4 separate regions of the Mus musculus genome follow, and regions 1, 3 and 4 are each linked to region 2. Evidence: chromatin contacts called from public ChIA-PET and Hi-C data. All regions are on one chromosome and are shown on one strand. The core of a region is the stretch at or near the end of the contact, and the rest is flanking DNA. Distances in the headings are between cores, read along the strand shown.

Region 1 (5,676 bases), core at 428-2,927, 360 kb before region 2:
AAGGCTTCCTCTTTAGATATCCCAACTTCTATAAATAAAATAAGAAAAAGAAAACCTGACATTAGAGAATTAAAAGTATAACTCAGAGCCTGGCATGGGGGCCCATGCCTTTAATGCCAGCACTAGGAAATCAGGCAGGCCAGCATGGTCTACAGATCGAGTTCCAGGACAGTCAGGACTACACTGAGAAACCTTTTTCTTTCCTTTTCTCTCTCTCTCTTTTTTAAAAAGATTTATTTTTATTTTATATACGTGAGTACATGTAGCTGTCTTCAGACACACCAGAAGGGGGCATCGGATACCATTACAGATGGTTGTGAGCCACTATGTGGTTGCTGGGAATTGAACGCAGGACCTCGGGAAGAGCAGTCAGTGCTCTTAACCGCTGAGCCATCTCTCCAGCCCCCAAACCTTTTCTTGAAACAAACAAAAGTCTAACACAGAAATGAATTATCCAATTATTTAGTTATTTAGCAGTTGGGGAATCAAAACCAGGGCCTTGGGCATACATAGCTAGTTAGTGCTCTACCCATTCTGCTACTACTCTGTTAGCATCATCGCTGGGATGTAAAATTAGACTAGGGGTATAGCTCTGTGGTAGTGTTTAACATTGGCAAAGCCATGAGTTCAATACACAACACTTAAACAAAAATCAAACCAGATTCCATTCTGTCCTCTTTGATCACCATCAAAGAGATGTGCATAGTATTACTGGCACAGTGGGTGACTACAACGAAGTTTGGATTTGTGAACATTAAGGATGCAGTGGTCCCCACTTTGGTTTTTTTGTTTTGTTTTTTGAGACTGGGTTTCTCTGTGTAGCCCTGGCTGTCCTAGAACTCACTCTGTAGACCAGGCTAGCCTCGAACTCAGAAATTCACCTGCCTCTGCCTCCCAAGTGCTGGGATTAAAGGCGTGCGCCACCACTGCCCGGTTGTGATTCCCACTTATCTGTAACCTAAAGAACTCTGAGAAAAGTCGGGGGCCAGGGCGGGGGGGGGGGGGAGGCAGTATTCCTGTGAATCACGAACGTCTTTCTAGAGCTTTCTCCTGGTCTAAGGGAATGTTCTATTGCTTTTCTCACTGAAATATCTCTAGTCCTTCTCTAATCCTTTATTTTTCAACTTCAATTCCCCCCCCCCGCCCCCCAGGATCTTTGACCAAGGAGAATTACATGGCTTGTGATTGTTTCCCAACCCAGTTTATCATGAAACCTCAAGATGAGAAGTCGGTTCTTTCATCTACAGATTGGACACCCTGGTCCAAGAGGAGCCTTCCTTAAACCATTAAGTGAGGCACTCCTCAAAGCATCCAGCGAGCACGGAGAAAGCAATCAGTAAACGTTGCTCCACACAGTTCCAAGCTCAAGAGAATTTCAGCGGTGTCAAAAGATCGGCTTGGCGGAGGCGGCGGAACGAAGACGGAGGCGGCGCCAAGCGGCCGCGGTGCATCAGCTGGCAGCTGGGAGTCGTTACCTTTGCTGAGCTCGGAGGGCTTCACCTCTAGGACGTCCTCCGCCGTCTGAAACCCCGCAGCCACCAGCTTCCCGCGCACCGCTGGAGACAGCGGATAACCCACCAACTCCCGCTGCATTTTTTTTTTTTTTTTTTTTTTTTTTGAGAGCTCGGCGGCTACGCACGCAGTGACGTAGAGCAAGAGGCGCGAAAGCGCTGGAAACCCAAACCCCGCCCTCCCGCGGGGGAGGGTCAGTGGCGTGACGTCACACGCGCGGCGTAAGGGGCGGGGCTCGCGCGGCCTAGACTCACGAGGCCTTGCTGCTGCTGAGGAAATCCCACACACTGGTTTCATGTAAGGTTGTCTTCTAGTTTCACTCGTCCGAGTCACGTTTCGGATATAGCCTGACAGTGAACACAAAAACAAAAAAAGAGGCCGGAGACGCGGAGACGGTAGCCAGGCCAAGTGAACCCTGTACAGCATATTTCCTCACCATGCTCTGCCCTCTTTCACGGGTTCCTCAAGAATCCATCCTCCTGGATGGAAGTTGTAGTAGACGCAGCAACCAGAAACTGACCAGTTGGCAGTTTCCTGCTGTGAAAAATTCAAAAAACCCTTGTAGGAGGTCTGTTGTGTGTCCCCTGACCCTTGCCAGGCGACCCCTTGCTTTTCCCGCCCTCGCGGGGGATTGTGGGCCAGCCTCCCACTTTGGGGGGCTGCGGTAGGGAGTGGTTGGCGCCCACGCGCGCGTCCACGCACTCGCCCGCTCACGCACGCACGCACAGCTTCCGGTGGGTGACCCCGGGACTCCGGAGCTCCCTCAGAGTGTGGCGGTTTCTGAGCATTCATGTCGGCAGGCCTGCCTAGAGTAAGAAGTAGCTGGAAAAGTAAGCTATCGTGTCCTTGTCGTCTCGTGGTCTAGCCTGGGCCTCTGGTGTCCCGAGGGAGGAGCTGGACCTCTTTAGTAGAGTTGACCGGGGATGTTGACGGAGCGGGAGTGACTGCTTCCACATCAGAACTTTTGGGGAGATTGGCAGTTTGGAAGGTGGCTTTAAAGGCCCAAGAAATACGGAAGATGATATAAAAAAAAAGTGTGTCGTGCCGGGCAGTGGTGGCAGCACGCCTTTAATCCCAGCAGTCGGGAGGCAGAGGCAGGCGGATTTCTGAGTTCGAGGACAGCATGGTCTACAGAGTGAGTTTCAGGACAGCCAGAGCTACAAAACAAAACCAAAAAAAGTGTGTCATACCTACCTCACATTTCAAAAAAAAAAAAAAATCTAGCATTTTTTTTGAAGACAGCATCTAAACTTTCTAAATTATGGGATATAGGAATACGCGACTCTCCCTGCTTTTGCACTACTTATTGACAACAACTTCTTCTTTCTTTTTTTCTTTTCTTTTTGGTTTTTCGATACAGGGTTTCTCTATGTAGCCCTGGCTGTCCTGAAACTCACTCTGTAGATCAGGCTGGCCTCGAACTCAGAAATCTGCCTGCCTCTGCCTCTTGAGTGCTGGGATCAAAGGTGTGCGACACCACACCGGGTTCTTTTCTTTTCTTTTTTTAACTTGTGGGTTTTCAAGACAACCTCTTTGTGTAGGTTTCTTTCGTGGCTCTCCCAAAACTGACTCTGTAGAGCAGGCTCTCCTCGAAGTCACAGAGATTCATCTGCCTCTGCCTCCTGAGTACTGGGATTAGAAAGGCCAGCGACCTCCCCACCCCCACCCCCTACCCCCAAAAAAAGCCGGGCAGTGGTGGTGCACGCCTTTAATCCCAGCCCTTGGGAGGCAGAGGCAGGTGGATTTCTGAGTTTGAGGTCAGCCAGGGCTACACAGAGAAACCCCGTCTGGAACCCCCCACCCCCAAAACAAAAGAAAGGTCAGTGCCACCAATGCTCAGCTAAAGCAACGACTCTTTATTATTACATTTCTTTTGTGTTTGTGTGTGACACACAGGCCACATTACTAGACTGGAGGTGAGAGAAATTGGTTCTCGGCTTCCCCCATGTGGTATTGGGGACAGATGGAATTGAGGCTGTCAGGCTTGGCAACCAGGCCCTTTACCTGCTGTACTACCTTTCCCCTCCCTGCCAGTGATTCTTAGCCTGGACTTTTATTCAGGAATTGAAGCTTTAAATACTCCAAATCAGTCATTCAAGTACTAAGGAAGGTGGCGACATTTTGAACAGTGTAGAGAATGTCACAGCTCTTAAATGTGCATAGACACGTCATTCAAAGTATGAGGATGGAAAAACAGCACCATTTTCTTGAAACATAAACTTAAAAAACTGTTTACTATCTGGAGCAAGCTCCAAATTCCGTGTCTCTCCTTGGAGGAGGAGAATGTATTTATCCCATTTGGTGACTCAAAAAGCTTGGTAGGACTGGACAAAATATGGTTTATGTAAGTACATTGTTTAGCTTACATAGGATTTATATATGAGTATTCGGTTATTATTAGATGTTATTCCCCAGGGAGAATTTGGGCTTAATATTTATAAAGCAGTTGGATTCTTAGGTGAGAAGGTAGTGAGAAAGAGAAAAGGGGCAGGCAGAGGTAGCACACGCCTCTAATCTCAACTGAGTTCGAGGCCACTCAAGACTACACAAGAGAAACTATGTCTCAAAACAAACAAACAAACAAACAAACAAAACAAAAACAGATAATAGGGCTGGAGAGATGGCTCAGTGGTTAAGAGCATCTGCTGCTCTTCCAGAGGACCAGGTTCAATTCCCAGCACCCACATGGCAGCTCAAAACTCTGTAACTCCAGTTCCAGGAGATTGGACGACCTCACACAGACATACATGCAGACAAAGCAACAATACACATAAAATGAAAACTAAATTACTAAGATTTATTTACTTATGAATGTGAGCACACGTCACTCTTCTCAGAGACACTAGAAGAGGGCATCAGCTCCCATCACAGATGGATGTGAACCATCATGTGGCTGCTGGGAATTGAACTCAGGACCTTTGGAAGAGCAGCCAGTGAGCCATCTCTTCAGCTCTGAAAACTAAATTATTAAAAAACAATAATAAAATAAGTAAATAGGAGGAGAAAATGGAAAAAAAAATTCTGTCCACACAAAAACCTGAACATAGTGTTTCTAGATTCTATATTCATAGTTTTTAATTGTAGAAGCAACCAAGATGTCCTTTAGTATGTGAATAAAACTGATCTACCCAGATATTGAAAATATTACTCAAGTAAATGAAATGAGCTTTCAAATCATGACTAGACCACAGGAACGGTAAACACGTACTGCCAAGCGGAGAGAAGGCAATCTGAGAAGGCTGTGCACTGTCTGGGTCCACCAGAGGACACGGCATCAGTAAAACGAGGAGCAGCTCCTAAAGCCGCAGGCAAAAGCGTGGGCGCTTGGTTCTTAGGGGAGTGAGGATACTCTCTGTGGTACTGTTAGTGTGGGTGCATGCCTGTGTGTCTGCCCAAGGCCACAGAATGCACAGCAGAAGTAGAGTCTAATTTAAACTGTGTACTCTGGGTGACTATAATGTGCCCAAGACAAGAACATCTCAGGATATAGATAGATGCACTAACAGAGGAAAGCAGTAGAGCAGTGATTCCAAACATCCAGTATTTGCCGCCTTTGTGTTCCCGAAGCTTTACTCATAAATAACTGGCACAAGGATGCTCATTTAGTAGAATGGTGATTTAATGAAAATAAAAGTTGAAATATAGGAAACAAAACGAAAAAAAAAAAAGAAAATGGAGTTATAAGTAGTAATATATCTTCAGCTTGGTCAAATGCAGTGGATTTGCTCTTTGTGTTTTTATTTTGTCATCTTGGAGAGTTAAACTACTTGACTGTGTACTTGGGCAACTAGATGCTGTTAACACCTACCATCTAATTTTCAATAGACAGGGTGGCACAGACTTGTAGTTCAAGCTACTCAGAGGTTGAGACAGAATGATCAAAAGTCCAGGGCTCACTCTGGCATACAGAGAGAGCACAAGTCCAGTTTGGGCAGCTGAAACCTAATCATCTCAAAAAATAGAAAGAGGGCTAAGGAATATGGCTTAGTTATAGTGCTTCCCTTGAATGTGACGATCTAGAGTCAATTAACCCGTACCAAAAAACAACGCACAGGGACACACGAAAAAACACTCTATCCTGTGTGCGTTATTTTCATCATTCTCTGCTGAAACTTCGAATCTAGAACCTCTCAGTCCCTGTCAATCAAGACTCCACTTTCAGTT
Region 2 (5,284 bases), core at 1,182-3,681:
GACAGGGTTCCTCTGTGTAGCCCTGGCTGTCCTGGAACTCACTCCGGACCAGACTGGCTCAAACTCAGAAATCTGCCTGCCTCTGCCTCCCAAGTGCTGGGATTAAAGGTGTGTGCCATCACTGCCTGGCTCCAAGAGGATTCTTATTAGTGTAAGAGTTGGGCAAAACCACGCTAGCACAGTGTGTGCCCACCTGCCTTGTACATGTCTACACAGGTCATTGGTGTTAATAAAACACACTTTCACCATCATGTGCATTTCATCAGGGCCTATACACCGATGCCAGCCACATGCATGAACTGTGACATATAGACAATGAGACGTGGCTGGTGTATCATATGGGTATACAGTCACCTAGGCCAAACACATGTTCATTAGTACTTACACATATAATGCCAAAGAATATACCCATTAGTGACATTCACATGTGGTGGCTTCATGTACATAAGACACTAACCGCGAGATCATCAAGATCTCTCTGGATTGCCACATTGATGAATTGAAAAACATTTAATTTGTGTGTGTGTGTGAATGCTGGTGAGTGTACCAATGTACTGTGGTGTGCATTTAGGGCCAGAGAACACCTTGCGTGGAGGAGTTCTCCACTTTGGCCACGTGGTTACTGGGGATCAAACTCCAGTGGTCAGGCTTGGTGGCAAATGTCCTACCCACAGAGCCATCCTATTGACTAGGATTGAAAAACAAAATGTGTTTTTGATTGCAAGCCAATTGTAGATGTAATTACAACCCCAGCAACTGGAAGAGGAAGGACCAGCTTGAGCTAAGACTCTTACCAGAGAGGAAGCTGTCTCTTTATAATGTATAGACTTTGCTTGTTATTCTTGTGATTTCCTCAATAGTACAGTACAATTATTTTAACATTCACATCGTATTATAAAATAGGTATAAACAATCTAGAGATGATTTAAGGCATGGGGGTGGGGTGGGGCTGGGCTGAGGATATGGTTTAGTGGTAGAGTGCTTGCCTAGCATGCAAGAGACCTTGGGTATACAGAAGGATGTGTATAAGCCATGGGCGGATATTTCATCACCTTACATAAAAGGACTTAAGCATTTGAGAACTTAGTGGGGTATCCTGAGATGATCTTATAGACAGTCCCCTTAGGCATGGAGGGGTGAGAATATATATACAGAGACTGCGTGCACATCATGCCAGGCAAGTTTATCATGTACATAGATCATTGTATGCCATTGTACATTATTATATGACAATGTATGTCATAATGTGTTAGTGCTGTATAATGGCATGATATCTGTGATTTATAGCAAAATGCAATGATAAACTCATACGTAATTGCATGCACATAGACATTGTAGCAAATAGACATACAATGACACAAAACCATGCACAGATATATATCCAATGAGATTCATAGACAAAATAGCACACATACATGCAGTGATCTCCATGTATACACAGACATACTATGCATACTCTTCTATACATACATGTAATATGACATGCATATGCATGCTGACTGAAAGTTACATGACATAGCATGTGTACTGATGTTTAGACTGCTTTAGAGAAATGAATGTTACCTTCTCTCTTATGCAACTCCAACCCCTACCCAGTTCCATTGGCTCTGGCCTGGGTGGAGCCTACTGTCTGGGTGGGGGGTGTTCTCTATGCTTTAGCTGCTATTCCATAGGGGTGCCACATGAGGGCCCTCGACCTTGGCTTGTCTTGCGTCTAGGAGCAACATTCTTATCTCTCGAGATCTAGGTGCCCCACATACAGGCAGACACCTAGGTTGGGGCAATTCCTATGTCCTTGTTCCCAAAAGCCATTTTTTTTTCATAGCAAGTAAATAAATAAAGCCTAATGCTAGACAGAAGATGAACTTCCTGATGGTTGAGGGAAAATCAGCCCAAAAGGTCCTGTCTTATGATCTCTCCTGCTAGCCTGTGAAGGCTGGGCTGTCCCCCAAATGTGATCTGCCATGGGGAAGCTGAAGTCGTTTTTCAGCCTATTTCAACACTCTGTCCTTTTGCTCGTCTTTCTATTTTCAGACTTTTATTTCTTTGTTTTATTCCAAATCCCACCATTTCAGCTCTGTCCTTTTCTACAGCTAGGTCTCTGTCACATTGTTCTATCCCCATCAGTCTTGCCTGAAAGGAGAGGACTGTCTCTACTCCCTTTCCTCTGCACCCTGGAAGTGAGGGTCTGTGGGGTCAAGGGGATGAAGAGGCCATGTTGGGGGGTCCGGAGGGGGTAGCTTTCTAACCTACCATCCAGTAAGGAACCTGCTCTTTCCACTGTCCCGACCCTGCCAGCTTGCCTGCCGGTCCAGCCCACCAGTCCAGCTCCATCGTCATGGAAACCAGCAGCTGACTTCCTATTGGTGGGCAGGAGGGGAGGAGGAGGGGGAAGGGAGGGATGATGATGCTCCCCTGCTCCCCACTCCCCATTCTGAGGCTCTGCCCTCCTTCGTGCCCACCATCTCATTTGGGGAGCTCCGGGACCGCGAGGGACCCTTGCAGTCCCTCGAGCTGAGACTAGCTGAGGCAGAGACTATGAGGCAAGCCGCCCATCGACCCAGGCCTCCTTAGGACCGCCCAGCCACCCAGCAAGCAACTGATCGGCGGCAGCCAGCGGAGAGAAAAGCTGGAGATAAAGGACCACAGTGGATCACTGGGGATCATTCCCAGGAACTCCTGCGGACCCTTTCCAGGCAGAGTGGTCGTGATGGGTGGCCAGACTCACAGACACTGAAAGACACACGCCACTACAGATACACCGGGCTTTACAACACTGAGACAGGACCGGCGACAGCATCACACACTGCCACAGCCCTGCAATACAGACAGCCCCTACCCCCACGCAGAAACAACTGGTAACTCTTAAATAGGCACAGACAGTGACACATAGCACCACCCTTCTCAACATACACAAGTCGGAGTATTCATCCTCCAATCACATAATAAAACATCACTGACCTGCAGGGACAGACCTGGAGGCACACGTACATATATACCTTCAGCCAGGCACTCCTGGTGGTGGTCTCTCACCCCCCCACACACACCCCGTACACACACACACACACACACAAGAGAGAGAGAGAGAACCATGAGCAAACCCCAGCTCCAGTCTGGCAACCCCGATACCTTCTGAACCCTCCTTCGTGGGTGGGAAGAGCTCAGCCAACCTCTGATGGACTCGGTGAAGCCAAACACTTACAGGGAGAATGGTCTAGTCTGGCATGACCCTTGTCAGTCTTCCCGCTGGTGATGTCCCCAGGTCCAGGTTCGGGGGCCCCTTGCCGAAACCATGGAGCAACTGACAACCCTCCCACGGCTTGGAGACCTTGGAGCCATGGAGCCATGGGCACTGCCTGCCTGGCAGCACTGGACTCAGGGCCAGGGGTGCAAACCTGGAGATGCATCTCCAAGCATTGCTGGTACTCCGACAGCTCTGCAGGTTAAAGGATTGAGGTTTGAAGAGAGTTCCAAGCCTGAGGGAGCTCATAGCCCTGGACCTGTCGGAAATACTGATCCTGAAGCAACAGAGACCGGGCTGCCTAAGCTGGGGCAGCAAGCAGAGAGCCCTGGGTACAGCTGTTCCGGGCTGGAGGAGGAGGAGGCACAGGCTTATAAGGTAAGAGAGGATGGAGAGGGCTGCAAGATGGACTGGCCATAATCTGTAGTCCCACTGCCCACATTTCTTGTCTCTGTCTCTGTCTCTCTCTGTCTGTGAGTCTGCCTGTGTGATTATCTGTCCTTCCTTCCTTGGACGGGAATCTAAGTGGCCTCGCTCTGTTCTCTCTGGCTCTGGCCCTCAGTGTGGGTACATGTGTCTCTTTCTGATTATGTTAGGTCTCTTCCACCACGAGTCTGTCTGGGGGGAATCTTGGTATGCTGGGGGGTGTGGAGGTGGGCTTGGTGCTGGGCTGAGCCAAGGAAGATTTTGTTGTGGGTGGGTGTGAGTGAGCTAGCTACTGGAGAGGATGAAGGAAGCAGGACTTTAGTGGAGGGCAGGGGACTCTACAGACCCAAGATGTCTAGACGGATGGGGAGGGAGTTTGATCTGCCATTACCTAAAAGGCTGTGGGGTAGAAAGGCAAGCATAGAGGAAGAGCAGGAAATGCCCCAGAATGGTGTGAGGCTGCCGCTGAAGGCATGAAGGCATGGAGGATGGGCCTGTCCCTTCTCCTTAGGTCCTGGTAGCACCCCTCTCTGAAGGCCTGGGACACAAGAGAGAACCTGTTCACCCCTTGGGTTATAGAGTGGCGATGTTGCACACGGAAGACTCCGGCTAGGTTGAGTAGGTTTCTGAGACACCGTACCCGGTCCTTCCCTATGCCAGGCCAAGTTCAACATAGGCTTCGGGGACAGGCCTAATCTGGAGCTGCTAAGGGCCCTGGGAGAGCTGCAGCAGCGCTGTACCATCCTGAAGGAGGAAAACCAGATGCTGGTGAGGCCTGGGGAGTGAGGTTTCCCTCAGCACCCCCGATCAGCCTATAAACATTCTCTCCAAGGAGGGAGGCACCCACGGGTGACATAACCCCATGCCCCAACCCCAGTGGACCCTTGCTTAACACTGCCAAGGATCTCACTGTGTGCCCAGGCTCCAGCCTAGGGCTTTGGGTAGTAGGAATGGGTCTGTGGGATTCTCCCTACACAGTCCAACTCTGGCTGACTCCTTGTCAGAGAAAAAGCAGCTTCCCAGAGACGGAGGAGAAGGTACGGAGGCTGAAGCGGAAGAATGCTGAACTGGCAGTCATTGCCAAGCGCCTGGAGGAGAGGGCACAGAAGCTGCAGGAAACGAACATGAGGGTGGTGAGGACAGACGGACAGACAGCGGGGTGGAGGCTTGGGTGACTTGGGAAGAGGAGAACCAAGGCTGGGCCACAAGGAGTGGGCTTGGGAGTCATAGACTTACTACCCAGGAACCCAGGAGTTCAGGGGTTCGGAAGAAAGAGAAATGCTGGCCCTGGGGAAGGTTGAAGGTGTCTGGAGCTACCAGAGGGAAAGGGGGTGGATGAGGAGGCTCCTGAGAAGCCAGGGAGCACAATTCTAGATTAACACGTGCTGGAGCTGGTTGCAGCCTCCTGCTGAGCTCATCTGGGGTGTGGAGCTGGAGTGGGGGGCAGGGAGAAGACCCATCATAGTGGCAACCCTGAATTAGCAGTGTCCTCAAAGCCTAAACTGAGATGTAGTGTTAATGCTTTCGATCCTGGTTGGGGACTGCCTGGATAGGGTTCAATGAGGATTCAGTGTCTCCGAGGCCCCAGACCGGGTTTCATCCTAATTCTCTGGAAGA
Region 3 (5,643 bases), core at 1,259-3,758, 430 kb after region 2:
GGCCAGAGAGATGGCTCAATCAATGGTTAAGAGCAGTGGCTGCCCTCCCCCCCCAACCCCCGCCCCCCAAAAAAAAAAGAAAGAAAAAGAAAAGAAAAAGCCGGGCATGGTGGAGCACACATTTAATCCCAGCACTCAGGAGGCAGAGGCAGGTGGATTTCTGAGTTCAAGGCCAGTCTGGTCTTCAGAGTGAGTTCCAGGACAGCCAGGGCTATACAGAGAAACTCTGTCTCGAAAAACCAAAAAAAGAAGAAGAAGGAGAAAGAGAAGGAGGAGGAAAAGGAGGAGGAGGAGGAGAAGGAGGAGGGGGAGGGGGAGGAGGGGGAGGAGGAGGAGGAGGAGGAGAAGAAGAAGAAGAAGAAGAAGAAGAAGAAGAGGAGGAGGAGGAGGAGGAGGAGGAAGAAGAGGAAGAGGAGGAGGAGGAGGGGAGGAGGAGGAGGAGGAGGAGCAGTGGCTGCTCTTCCAGAGATCCTGAGTTCAATTCCCATCAACCATATGTTGGCTCACACCATCTATAATGGAATTAGATGGCTTCTTCTGTCATGCAGGCATACATGCAGATAGAGTACTCATAAGTATAAACAAATATCTTAAAATTCATTAAAAAAACAAAACAGAGGGCTAGAGAAGCAGGGTTTTATAGTCTCTCCTATGACCGCCTCTCCAACTCATTTCAGACTACATGTGACTTCCCTTCAGTGCCAGCAGCACTGGGGCTGACAGGCCAGAGTGAGGACTGTATTAGTAAGATGTATAGACTATAGCAGAGCTTAGATTGGGAGTGTGAACAGAGACTCTGTATTCATCCTTGGCTCCTGGACTCTGAATCTTGGGTCAGTTCCTGCTATCACCCCATATCCATATTTAAAAGGGATCAGCCGTGTGTTTTTCAGGAGCAGACCCTCCGTCCCACAGCTGAGCTGGGAAGGCAAGAACAGAAGGGTAAGGTGCCCCCGCTAATCCCAGCTCAGAGAAAGAAAATCCCATAGAACTGATTCCTAAGCAAGCAGCCAGGAGCTTAGGCCTCACCAGATGTTCAGCTGGGAGTTTTCTTGTCCTTGATTCCAAATTAACAAGGGACACTGGAGCTGCTGAACTGGATCAGAGTGACTGAAAGGGAAGTTAGCAGACAAGGTGACTCGGGATGAGCCAAGTTACAGGACGGTGAGCTGCAGCCCAAGGATCCTGAGAGACCCACGCAGGTGGCTCACTGCGTTCTGACTCTTGGCTGAGCCCTGCTCTTGTTCCCGTTCAGCATCTGGGAGGCGTTCTTGGCTCTCTGTCCTTTCTGCTTCAATTCACGAGAGTTAGGATGCACAGAGGGTCATGATGTGCTGGCAAATGGTTAACCTTCTGCTCTGGGTGCAGGAGAAGGCTGATATGCAGGCTGGGGGGATTTCCGAGACATAGATCTCCCTACCAGCTCACTTCAAACCACCATCATGGCTTTGAGGACATGGGACTGCTAGAGAGGCTGGAACCCAAGGCCAGCCAGTTTCCCATACGTGCAGCAGATCTTAAGGCTGCCCTTGTTTGCTCCGAAGAGGAAAATGTACCTTGCAAGAAAGAAGTACTCTTGCAACTTGCCTTAAACTCCTATAGCAGGGAAGAAGCCGGGACTTGTTCTGTAATAAGAGAACAGACAGAAACAGGGATGGAGGGTATCCTCTGACCTCCTTCCCTAGAGCCTTGGCCAGGTGCTCACTCTATCTCTTAGTGGGACCTCGGAGACCCAATGGGCCTGGTCCCTCAGCAGGTGTCTCCTCCTTCCAGGAACCAGTGAAACCAACCCCACTGTGTCAGAAGATGCCTTATTCAGGGACAAGTTGAAACACATGGGAAAATGTGAGTCTTGCCCCTTTTCCCCTCCTTGTCCCAGCTCTCTTGAGGCAGGCCCTGTGGCCTCATGAGAGGGAGAGAGCCCCCCCTTCCCCCCCCCGGAAGATTTTTAATGCTATTGACTCTTGCTGAACTCCGGGTGACATTTTAATCACAGGCTAGCTCCCTCAGCCTTCCTGCCTTACTTTATTCTGCAGCTGAGTCTGGAGACAAATTAAGTTTAAATCCTCTTGAGCCAGCTGTCTGTTGGAAAATAATGTGTGTCGGTGTTCACATTCTCTGTGGCGTGAGGACTTGGCCGAGACTGGAGTCACTGGCTGAGTCTGCTTTCTGTGGGAATGGCAGACATTTTGGGATAGGGGAACCTCGCCCCACTGCCCGCTTTTTTTTGTCATCCTCCCGTCTCCAGTCTCATAGACCCATAACCAGCGGGGATGAGGCTGGAGCCTTTCAAGGTTTTATTTCAGGGAAAATTTCCGATGACTCATGGAAATCCTAGGACCAACTGTGGAGGTGGCTGGGGAGGGGCGGGAAGGCCGTGGCAGCCAGCAGCGGGAAAGAAAGCCAGGAGCCGTGGTTGTGTGGTTGTCCGCCTCTAGGGAAGGAATACCCGGATCTTGGTCTGGAGGCAGGCTGCTGTGTACTTGACGAGTGCTGGCCTGTGCTGCCCCCGGAGGCCGACCTGGGATGGCGCACTTGCTCCCTAGGTGGCACTGGTGTCTGCTGTTCCTGTCACTTTCCTCTTCCCAGTCCCCACCCAAGGGGCCTGGTGTGGCGCTCTGCCTGGCTGCCCCCAAACCTGGAGGGAAGCCATCTGATGCTCTGGCTCTCTGGAGCATTAAGGGCTCACGAGTCTTTCTGCCCCAGCTACGCGCAGGAAGCTGTTTGAACTCGCCCGAGCCTTCTCCGAGAAGACCAAAATGAGGAAGTCAAAGAAGAAACATTTACCGAAGCTTCAGTCGTATCCTTCTGCTTGGCCCTGGGGTGGGGTGGGGAGCACTGACAACAGTGATGGAGATCCCGGCTGAACCTTCCTCGGGAGTGGGATGCGGCTCTGCGGCCGCCCCTCCTTGATTTGTGAACCAGGAAACCCCGTCATCAGCTCCTGTGTTCCTTTCCCCGGGGACACCGTCCTTCCAGTGCCTTCTTTACTTTTGGCCTTAAGTCATCTGCATTTTGGGAGAAAGACATCGTCTTCCTATTGAAATCACCGAGTCTTCCCCTAATTTTACTAGAACTGGTTCATAGGTCCCTGCAGCTGTGTCTCCAGAGGCCTGCTTTTTTTTTTTTTTTTTTTTCCTCCACTTTTGGCTTTTTGAATGAAAAAAAGTTTCCCTGTCTTCACACCAAAGTTCTCATCCGTGCTTATCCACAGGGCCCTGGATATTGAAAACTGAGTAGTTGAAGGAGAACGGGGGAAATGTCACTCTCCCTGTCCCTAGTGATGGGGGCAGAGTAAAGGGGTCGGGCCTGGCTAGCTGGTCCATTGATCCCAGGAGAGGGTCCTGGAAGGGACACCATTAGGCAGTTTGGGAACGGGAGGGATAGTAGAAGCCTCTGAGGTTGGTGGGTTATCAGGACAGAGCACAGGCAGATTGAACAAGCTGTCGCAGTACCCATCCGTCTCTAGAATAGTTTTCCTGAACAGTCCGGCAGGCTGGGGGCTGCTGCATCCACAGCCAACCTCCTGGATGACGTGGAGGGCCATGCTTACGGTGAGGCAGGTCAGGGGACGTTGAAGTCTAAGTTGCTTGGGATGGGTGACCCTTCAAGAGGAGGTCCTGAGGGTCTAATATTCAGCAAGGGAGCACTCAGTCTGGGGGACATGTCAGGGGTTGGCAGACAGGTGGCCCACAGAAATGTGGTCCCTTGTCATGAGGTGCACACACTGACACCTGCTTCCCATCATCCCTGAAGAGGAACCCAGGGTGCCAGGCACTATTCCCAGAGAATGGTCCCTAGGGAATGAGGGATAGACTGGCAGACCTCATACACAGACAACCATAAATTAGAAAGGCTCAGTCTAGCATGCAGCAGTGGTACACACCTTTAATCCCAGCACTTGGGAGGCAAAGGCAGGCAGATCTCTGTGATTTCAAGGCCAGCCTGGTCTACAGAACGAGTTCCAGGACAGCCAGGGCTACATAGAAAAACCTTGTCTTGTAAAACCAGAAGAAGGGGACTGGAGAGATGGCTCAGCAGTTAAGAGCACTGGCTGTTTTTCCCTAGGGCTTGTGTTCAATTCTCAGCAACTACATGATGGCTCACAACCATCTGTAATGAGGTCTGATTCCCTCTTCTGGCATTTGGGCACACATGTGGACAGAACACTCATATCCATTAAATAAATAACTAAATAAAGATAAATACTATATCTTTTTTATATTAAAAAAAGGAAAACCAGAAGAAAAAGTAAAAAAAGGAAAGAAAGAAAGAAAGAAAGAAAGAAAGAAAGAAAGAAAGAAAGAAAGAAAGAAAGAAAGAGAGAGAGAGAGGGAAATGAAAGAAAAAGAAAGAACTTTTTACCCAGCCCCTTCTAAAGGTCATAAGGGGTCAAAAGACCTCTCTAGGCCAATCATGGATGAACCCTCAGCATTAGGCTCTTAAAGGGTCAGGAGACACCAGATACAAAGACCAGAGGGCCCTGAGGTCTTCTGGATAGTCTATCACTCCTATCCTGCTTGATAGATTAGAAAAACCAGGGCCCAGACAAGGGTGAGACTTGGCCAAGGCCACAGTGCTCAGTGGTAGAGTCAGGCCAGCGCCCAGGTTGCCTCTGCCTCTTTTACTGTACCCGCATACTGCTGCTTGCGGTGTCAAGATCCAAGCAAAGGGTCAGAGGTCAAGCAGCTCCCCTGCCCAGCCTGAGGATGGGCCCACATGAGGTTCTGCAGAGTGGAAGATGAGGCCTTTCCCTTTGCCTTTCAGAGGAAGACTTCCGGGGTAGGCGGCAGGAGGTGCCTAAGGTGGAAGAGGCCCTAAGAGAAGGACAGTAAGAGGTAAGGCTTGGGACCACAGTTTCCAGGGGCAGCTAGGGCAAAGGCCTATTACCCATCATGGGTACTTCAAGGATCCAGAGGTGCTGGGCTGGAACATCAAGTATCAGTGGCCTTTTCTTGTTTTCTTGTGGCAGGGCACATGGTTTCCCCCTGTAAACCAGCATCTCTCTATCTCTATCTCTATCTCTATCTCTATCTCTATCTCTATCTCTATCTCTATCTCTATCTCTATCTCTATCTCTATCTCTATCTCTCTCTCTCTCTCTCTCTCTCTCTCTCTATCTCTATCTCTATCTCTATCTCTATATCATCTAACCCTACTACCTTTGCACTGGTTATATAAATGAGGCTGGCTTTGAACTTCAGACCCTCCTGTCTCCACTTCCCAAGCACTGGGATTACAGACTTGCTGTCTCACTCCTGGCTTTTGTACTTTTAAGAGTTTGGTTATTTATTCATTTATTTATCTGACAAACAATAATCACGCCTGCCTTCGACAGATGCCCTGACCAGAAAACCAAACCGGCTTTTGACCTTGAATAGTTTGCAGCCCCACTGACAAGACATTTCCAGGACACACAGTGACTATTAAGAGGATAACGTAAGAAACACTGTGGTTGTCGTTCAGAACTGTGTCCAGTGTTCTGCTGACGCTGGATGGTCAGGGACCTGCTAAAGGTCGGGAGATGGTCCCCTGGAATGGCTGCTTCTGTCTGGAGCCTCAGGGTTGGGCTGTCTCTCCTCCAGGCTCCTCTCTAAACTCATGGGGGGGGGGGTGTACCAGGGAATGCCAGTATCTCCTGCA
Region 4 (5,396 bases), core at 1,835-4,334, 290 kb before region 2:
ACATATAATTAAAAAAAAAAAAAAAGTAAATTACTTGGAGAGCTGTTAGTTGGTCACTCATCCTTTGACGATTTGCATAAGTGTTATAATCATGTTCCACCACACTGAACAATTTTTAGTGAAAGTTACATGCAAAATACAAAGGGTTTTGACATGAATTTTATATATACACCTTGACAGGCTTGTTTTCATTCCCTGACATGTTATGCAAAGTAATTATGTACATTACGACATTGCTATATTCATAAACTAGGGCTGGGGGTTCGGCAGAAAGCTGTGACATAACAGAAACCGTGTGTGGTGGTCCCCTACAATCCTAGCACTTGAAAAGTAGAAGCTGAAGGATTGGGATTTCAAAGTCCTCCTCATCTACACATAATGAGTTAACGGTGGCCTAGGCTTTTTAAAAGTCAGTATAAGCTGCTCTGCTCTCAGTCGTAGAGTACTTGCCCATCATGAAGAAGACCTCTGGGTTCAAAAGTCTCAGTACAAAAACAAAAAAGAGAAGAAAGAAAGGCCGGGCATGGTGTCGCACGCCTTTAATCCCAGCACTCCGGAGGCAGAGGCAGGCGGATTTCTGAGTTCGAGGCCAGCCTGGTCTACAAAGTAAGTTCCAGGACAGCCAAGGGCTATAAAGAGAAACCCTGTCTCGAAAAAGAAAGAAAGAAAGAAAGAAAGAAAGAAAGAAAGAAAGAAAGCAACCAAAACTAAGAAACTAAATACATTACTTAAAGGCATATGAAATCCCAACATCAAAGAAGAGGGTCACTTGAATCCAAGAATTCAGGACTAGCCTCAGCAATGTAATAAATGAATATCTAACCAAACTCTGTATGTAAAGTTATGGCTTATTATAGAGCATTTGACTGGTGCTTTCAGAGCCTTTGGTTTCCATCCCCAGTAGTGTAATAAAGTTTGGTAGGGCTGGAGAGATGGCTCAGCGGTTAAGAGCACTGACTGCTCTTCTCTAGATCCTGAGTTCAATTCCCAGCAACCACATGGTGGCTCACAACCACCCGTAATGAGATCTGATGCCTTCTGATGTAATAATAAAATCTTTTTAAAAAAAGAAAGAAAGTAAGTTTGGAAAGGAGGATCACCAATATAAGCCCCACTTGGGCTGCACAGGGAGACCCTGGGGCAAATTGCTCAGTGACTTATGTTACATTCACCTGGTGATGTTAAAAATTAAAAGTGGGGGCTGGTGAGATGGCTCAGTGGGTAAGAGCACCCGACTGCTCTTCCGAAGGTCCAGAGTTCAAATCCCAGCAACCACATGGTGGCTCACAACCATCTGTAACAAGATCTGACTCCCTCTTCTGGTGTGTCTGAAGATAGCTACAGTGTACTTACTATAATAATAAATAAAAAATCTTTTAAAAAAATTAAAAGTGGGGCCTGGAGAGATGACTCAGCAGGTAAGAGCATTGGCTTCTCTTCCAGAGGTCCTGAGTTCAAATCCCAGCAACCACATAGTGGCTCACAACCATCTGTAATGAGATCTGATGCCCTCTTCTGGTGTGTCTGAAGACAGCTACAGTGTATAATGTATAATAAATAAATCTTTTTTTTTTTAATTTAAAGTGATACAGTCTAATATTTAAAAGTCCCAAGTATGGCACTGGCAAGATGGTTCAATGAGTAAAGGTGCTTTGTGGGAAGCTTGGCAAGCAGAGTTCATTCCCTGGGTCCCAAATGATTAGCTCCTGGGAGCTGTCCTTTGACCTCTATACACTCACTGTTGCACGTGGGGTTTTTTGGTTTTGTTTCCTTGACAAACCTCAAAGCCAAATTTATATTAAATTGGAAAAATTCCGGAGGCATCACTTTTTTTTTTTTTTTTTGGTTTTTCAAGACTGGGTTTCTCTGTTAGCTCTGGCTGTCTTGGAACTCACTTTGTAGACCAGGCTGGCCTCAAACATAGAAATCTGCCTGCCTCTGCCTCCCAAGTGCTGGGATTAAAGGCGTGCGCCACCACCGCACGGCGAGGCATCACTTGTTAAGAATACTGTTAATCTTTATATCTACTCTTATTATAAGACTATAAGGGTGAAATCCTAGTTAGGATAATATGGCCAAGAAAAAAAGAGAAAGGATACAGTTAGTAAAGGAAGATGTCAGATCATCTCTATTTGCAGATGATATGATATCCTACCGGAAATGAACCATGAGAAAATGTTTAGATCTGATACACACTTTGAGCCCAGTAGCAGGGTACAGAATCACTCTACAAATAGGCACCTGATGCAGTCTTGTTATGTCATCAAACAAGTCGGCTCTCAACGCAGCCTCCAAGTGGGGTTTACAGACTTGTGTCACCACACTTAGTATTCAGTAGTTTTTCTGTCTGCTCAGCAATGACCTTTTGGTAAAACATATCTCCACACTTGTTATCTCAGCACTTGGGGAGTAGAGGCTGAGTAGAGGTCATCTTAAACCAGATACCAAGCTGAAGACCACCAATCTGCAACACATGAGACTCTCAAGTCCAGAGGGTCAGGAGAGCCAAAGCCCTGTGATGATTGATCTTAGTTGACTGTGTGATTGTGTCTGATACCAAGTAAGAGAGACACTTCTGGTTGGTCTGGAATGATTAATTGGGGTGGGGGAAGACCCTGTTTATGAATGAGCTCGGCCTTTCCTGGTGGCCTAGATATAATGCACTTTGAGGGAAAAATAGTGATGCTGTCTTTGCTCATGTGGGTGCGTGCACCGACCCTATTCCTGTTTGTCGTTCTTGCCATCCTTGGACATCAGAACATAGCTTCTTCAGCTTTTCAAGTGAAACAAAGACCGGCATCTTTCCAGGAATCCTCCAGGTCTTGTCTTGTGGACTGAGCCACTACCCATTTCTCAGCCTTTCAACCATACAGATACCCAGCCCACACCGTGTTTCATTGCTGTGAAAAAACATCATGCCCATGGCAACTCTTATAAAGGACATTTAATTGGGGCTGGTTTACAGTCCAGAGGTTAGTCCATTATTACCATGGTGGGGAACACGAGAGCCTGCAGGTAGACACGGTGCTAGAGAAGTCGCTGAGAACTCTACATCCTGATCTAAAGGGCTCTGTCAACACTGGCAAAGCTTGAGTTTTATAGCCCGCTTCAACAGTGGCTTACTTCCTCAAACAAGGCCACACCTACTCCAATGAAGAAGCCACACCCTCTAATAGTGCCACTCCCTATGGGCCAAACATTCAAACACTATGGGGTCCATATCTATTCTAACCACTACATTCCATGTAAGCCAATCTCATACACTTCTTTTATAATAAGTGTTCATTCTGTTTGTTTTGATGATTAGCAGGACCCTGATTAACACACAATCTAAAACAGAAAGCTCAAAGTGGGACTTGATTTTAAATCATAATTTTAATCTAACAAAGAGATACTGTATGTATCTGGCACAAAACCAAATGACATAGAGGGTGGCGAGATGGCTCAGTGGCGATTAAGAACACTGACTGCTCTTCCAAAGGTCCTGAGTTCAAATCCCAGCAATCACATGGTGGCTCACAACATCATAATGAGATCTGACACCCTCTTCTGGAGTGTCTGAAGACAGCTACAGTGTACTTATGTATAATAAATCTTTTTTAAATTAATTAATTTATTTGGTTTTTTGAGACAGGGTTTTTCTGTGTAGCCCTGGCTGTCCTGGAATTCACTCTGTAGACCAGGCTGGCCTCGAACTCAGAAATCCACCTGTCTCTGCCTCCCAAGTGCTGGGATTAAAGGCATGCACCACCACTGTCCGACATAATAAATAAATCTTTAAAAAAATATTTGCTTATTTTATATATATGAGTACACTATAGTTGTCTTCAGACACACCAAAAGAGGGCATCAGGCATCAGATCTCAATACAGATGGCTGTGAGCCACTATGTGGTTGGTGCGATTTGAACTCATGACCTCCAGAAGAACAGTCAGTGCTCTTAACCGCTGAGCCATCTCACCAGCCCATAATACATAAATCTTAAAAAACAAACAAACAGACAAACAAACAAACAGATAAGCCAGCAGAATAGAGGACATGGAAATTAATTAACACATCCACAGAGCTACTGGTACTTTTAAAAAATGCATAGGAGAAAAGACAGCCTCTTCAAAAATCTGCCACTGGGGAAAACATATGTAGAAGAATTAATTAGAACTCTTTCTCATCCTGCCCCAAAATTAATTTAAAATGGACCAAAGATCTTAATTCAAGGCTGAGACTTGTAGAAGAAAAGCTGGGTGTGATGGCTCTTTATCTGCACTCTTTATCAAAGCACTTGGGAAGTAGTGGAAGGGAGGTTCAGGGTTTAAGGACATACTTGAATATAATAGCAAATATGAAGACAATCTGACAAAAAAAAAAAAAAAAGAAAGGGAAATAACCTAAAGTTAGAGCATAGCAAGGACTTGCTGGAAAACACCTCAGTAGCTTAGGAAAACCAAGAATTGGCAACATGGCAGACCTTTGTATGGTGCCAGCAGGGACCCAGAAAACACATCCACTGCTTTGAGAGCTGCCTTTGGGGGCCTGTGGTGGAGTTTCCACTCCTGCAGGGACTGAAACACAGAAGCTCTAACAGCAGCTATGAGCATCAGGTGCTTTGGGTGTGGATGGTTTGGCCACTGGCCCAGAGAATGCCCTACTGGTGATGAACGGGGTTATAAAGTAAGAAGCTGTGACCGAGGTGGTTTACTTTGGATAGAGGTTTCAGTTTGTTTTTTCATCGCTACCAGACATCTGCGGGGCCGTGGGTGAAGGGGAAGAGGGGAGTGGGAGAGAGAGCCTGCGTCCCACCAGAGTTCCGGTGCTCTGGGCGGGCAGACGCAGGAGGACTGCCAGACGCTTTCCACATGGTCCTGGGTGGACATCTGGCTGTGTGAAGCCACTGACCCCACACGGTGGGGGATGGACAAGGGGCAGCCCCCGTACCAGGTTCTCAGTTTCCAGCATCCCACGCTGGATACAGTGCTGCAGAGAAGCTGAGAACAGAATAGGGGCCCCAGGGTGGCACTCAGCCCCAGAGATACAGGAAGAGGGCAGGGGTGGGTGGCGGGTGTCGCTGGGTGGTTTCCGTGCAGGCGAGTGTCTTTAGTCCGGGCCTTGATGAACAGAGACAGTCTATGGTTTTAGAGCTTTATTGTAGAAAGGCAGGGGGAAAGAGAGAAGAGAGAAGAGCGAGAGAAAGAGAGAGAGAGAGAGGCAGGCAGGCTATGGCCAAGAGGAGAGAAGGGGGAAGGGAAAGAGAAAGAGAGAGAGTAAGAAAGATGAAGGCTTAGAGAGAGAGAGAGAGGTAAAAGCTTAGGTAGCAAGTTGGGGGGCAAACAGCCCCTTTTATAGTGGGCTTGTTATCTTGCTGTTGCTGGGTAACTGTGGGGAGGAGTCTAGCCAGAAGG

The links. A called contact is a pair of places that touch in the nucleus more often than the background predicts. ChIA-PET counts read pairs in DNA pulled down with a chosen protein or histone mark.
Region 1: an RNA polymerase II ChIA-PET map of memory CD8 T cells shows a contact between it and region 2, with 91 read pairs. The contact joins the promoter of Rad51c here to the promoter of Tspoap1 in region 2. A contact is called at or near these places in 3 of 115 datasets of contacts at active chromatin or transcription factors (bone marrow-derived macrophages, effector CD8 T cells and memory CD8 T cells) and 1 of 9 other capture datasets (adipose tissue).
Region 3: a Hi-C map of cortical neurons shows a contact between it and region 2, with 2.7 times the contacts expected there. The contact joins the enhancer-like site here to the promoter of Tspoap1 in region 2. A contact is called at or near these places in 2 of 484 Hi-C or Micro-C datasets (CD4 T cells and cortical neurons), 3 of 115 datasets of contacts at active chromatin or transcription factors (bone marrow-derived macrophages, effector CD8 T cells and memory CD8 T cells) and 1 of 9 other capture datasets (embryonic stem cells).
Region 4: a contact with region 2 is called in a Hi-C map of the G1E-ER4 cell line, with 2.1 times the contacts expected there. The contact joins the enhancer-like site here to the promoter of Tspoap1 in region 2. A contact is called at or near these places in 1 of 39 promoter capture datasets (pre-B cells), 7 of 484 Hi-C or Micro-C datasets (CD4 T cells, CD8 T cells, the G1E-ER4 cell line and 4 more), 6 of 115 datasets of contacts at active chromatin or transcription factors (bone marrow-derived macrophages, effector CD8 T cells, microglia and 3 more) and 1 of 9 other capture datasets (liver).

The regions. Positions count from the first base shown.
Region 1 is chr11:87,402,829-87,408,504 of GRCm38.p6, forward strand. Rad51c (RAD51 paralog C) reads right to left here and starts at 1,678. Exons shown (of 9, transcript NM_053269.4): 1 at 1,476-1,678; 2 at 1-28. The coding sequence starts at 1,593. It overlaps Tex14 (testis expressed gene 14), which reads left to right and starts at 2,237. Exons shown (of 31, transcript NM_031386.2): 1 at 2,237-2,342.
Region 2 is chr11:87,758,110-87,763,393 of GRCm38.p6, forward strand. Tspoap1 (TSPO associated protein 1) reads left to right here and starts at 2,432. Exons shown (of 32, transcript NM_172449.2): 1 at 2,432-3,619; 2 at 4,328-4,435; 3 at 4,672-4,800. The coding sequence starts at 3,293.
Region 3 is chr11:88,185,288-88,190,930 of GRCm38.p6, forward strand. Cuedc1 (CUE domain containing 1) reads left to right here. Exons shown (of 11, transcript NM_198013.3): 7 at 1,774-1,845; 8 at 2,707-2,800; 9 at 3,496-3,554; 10 at 4,768-4,838. The coding sequence ends at 4,835. Among named protein-coding and RNA genes, the nearest start is that of Mrps23, 16 kb to the right of the region's middle. Within about 2 kb of position 2,509, at least 283 of the 459 cell types and tissues checked have an H3K27ac peak or open chromatin away from gene starts, as enhancers often do. A contact at or near this core is called in bone marrow-derived macrophages, cortical neurons and memory CD8 T cells, where this site is marked.
Region 4 is chr11:87,463,092-87,468,487 of GRCm38.p6, forward strand. The region is part of intron 2 of Tex14 (testis expressed gene 14); the gene reads left to right. Among named protein-coding and RNA genes, the nearest start is that of Rnu3b4, 3.5 kb to the left of the region's middle. Within about 2 kb of position 3,085, at least 45 of the 459 cell types and tissues checked have an H3K27ac peak or open chromatin away from gene starts, as enhancers often do. A contact at or near this core is called in the G1E-ER4 cell line, where this site is marked.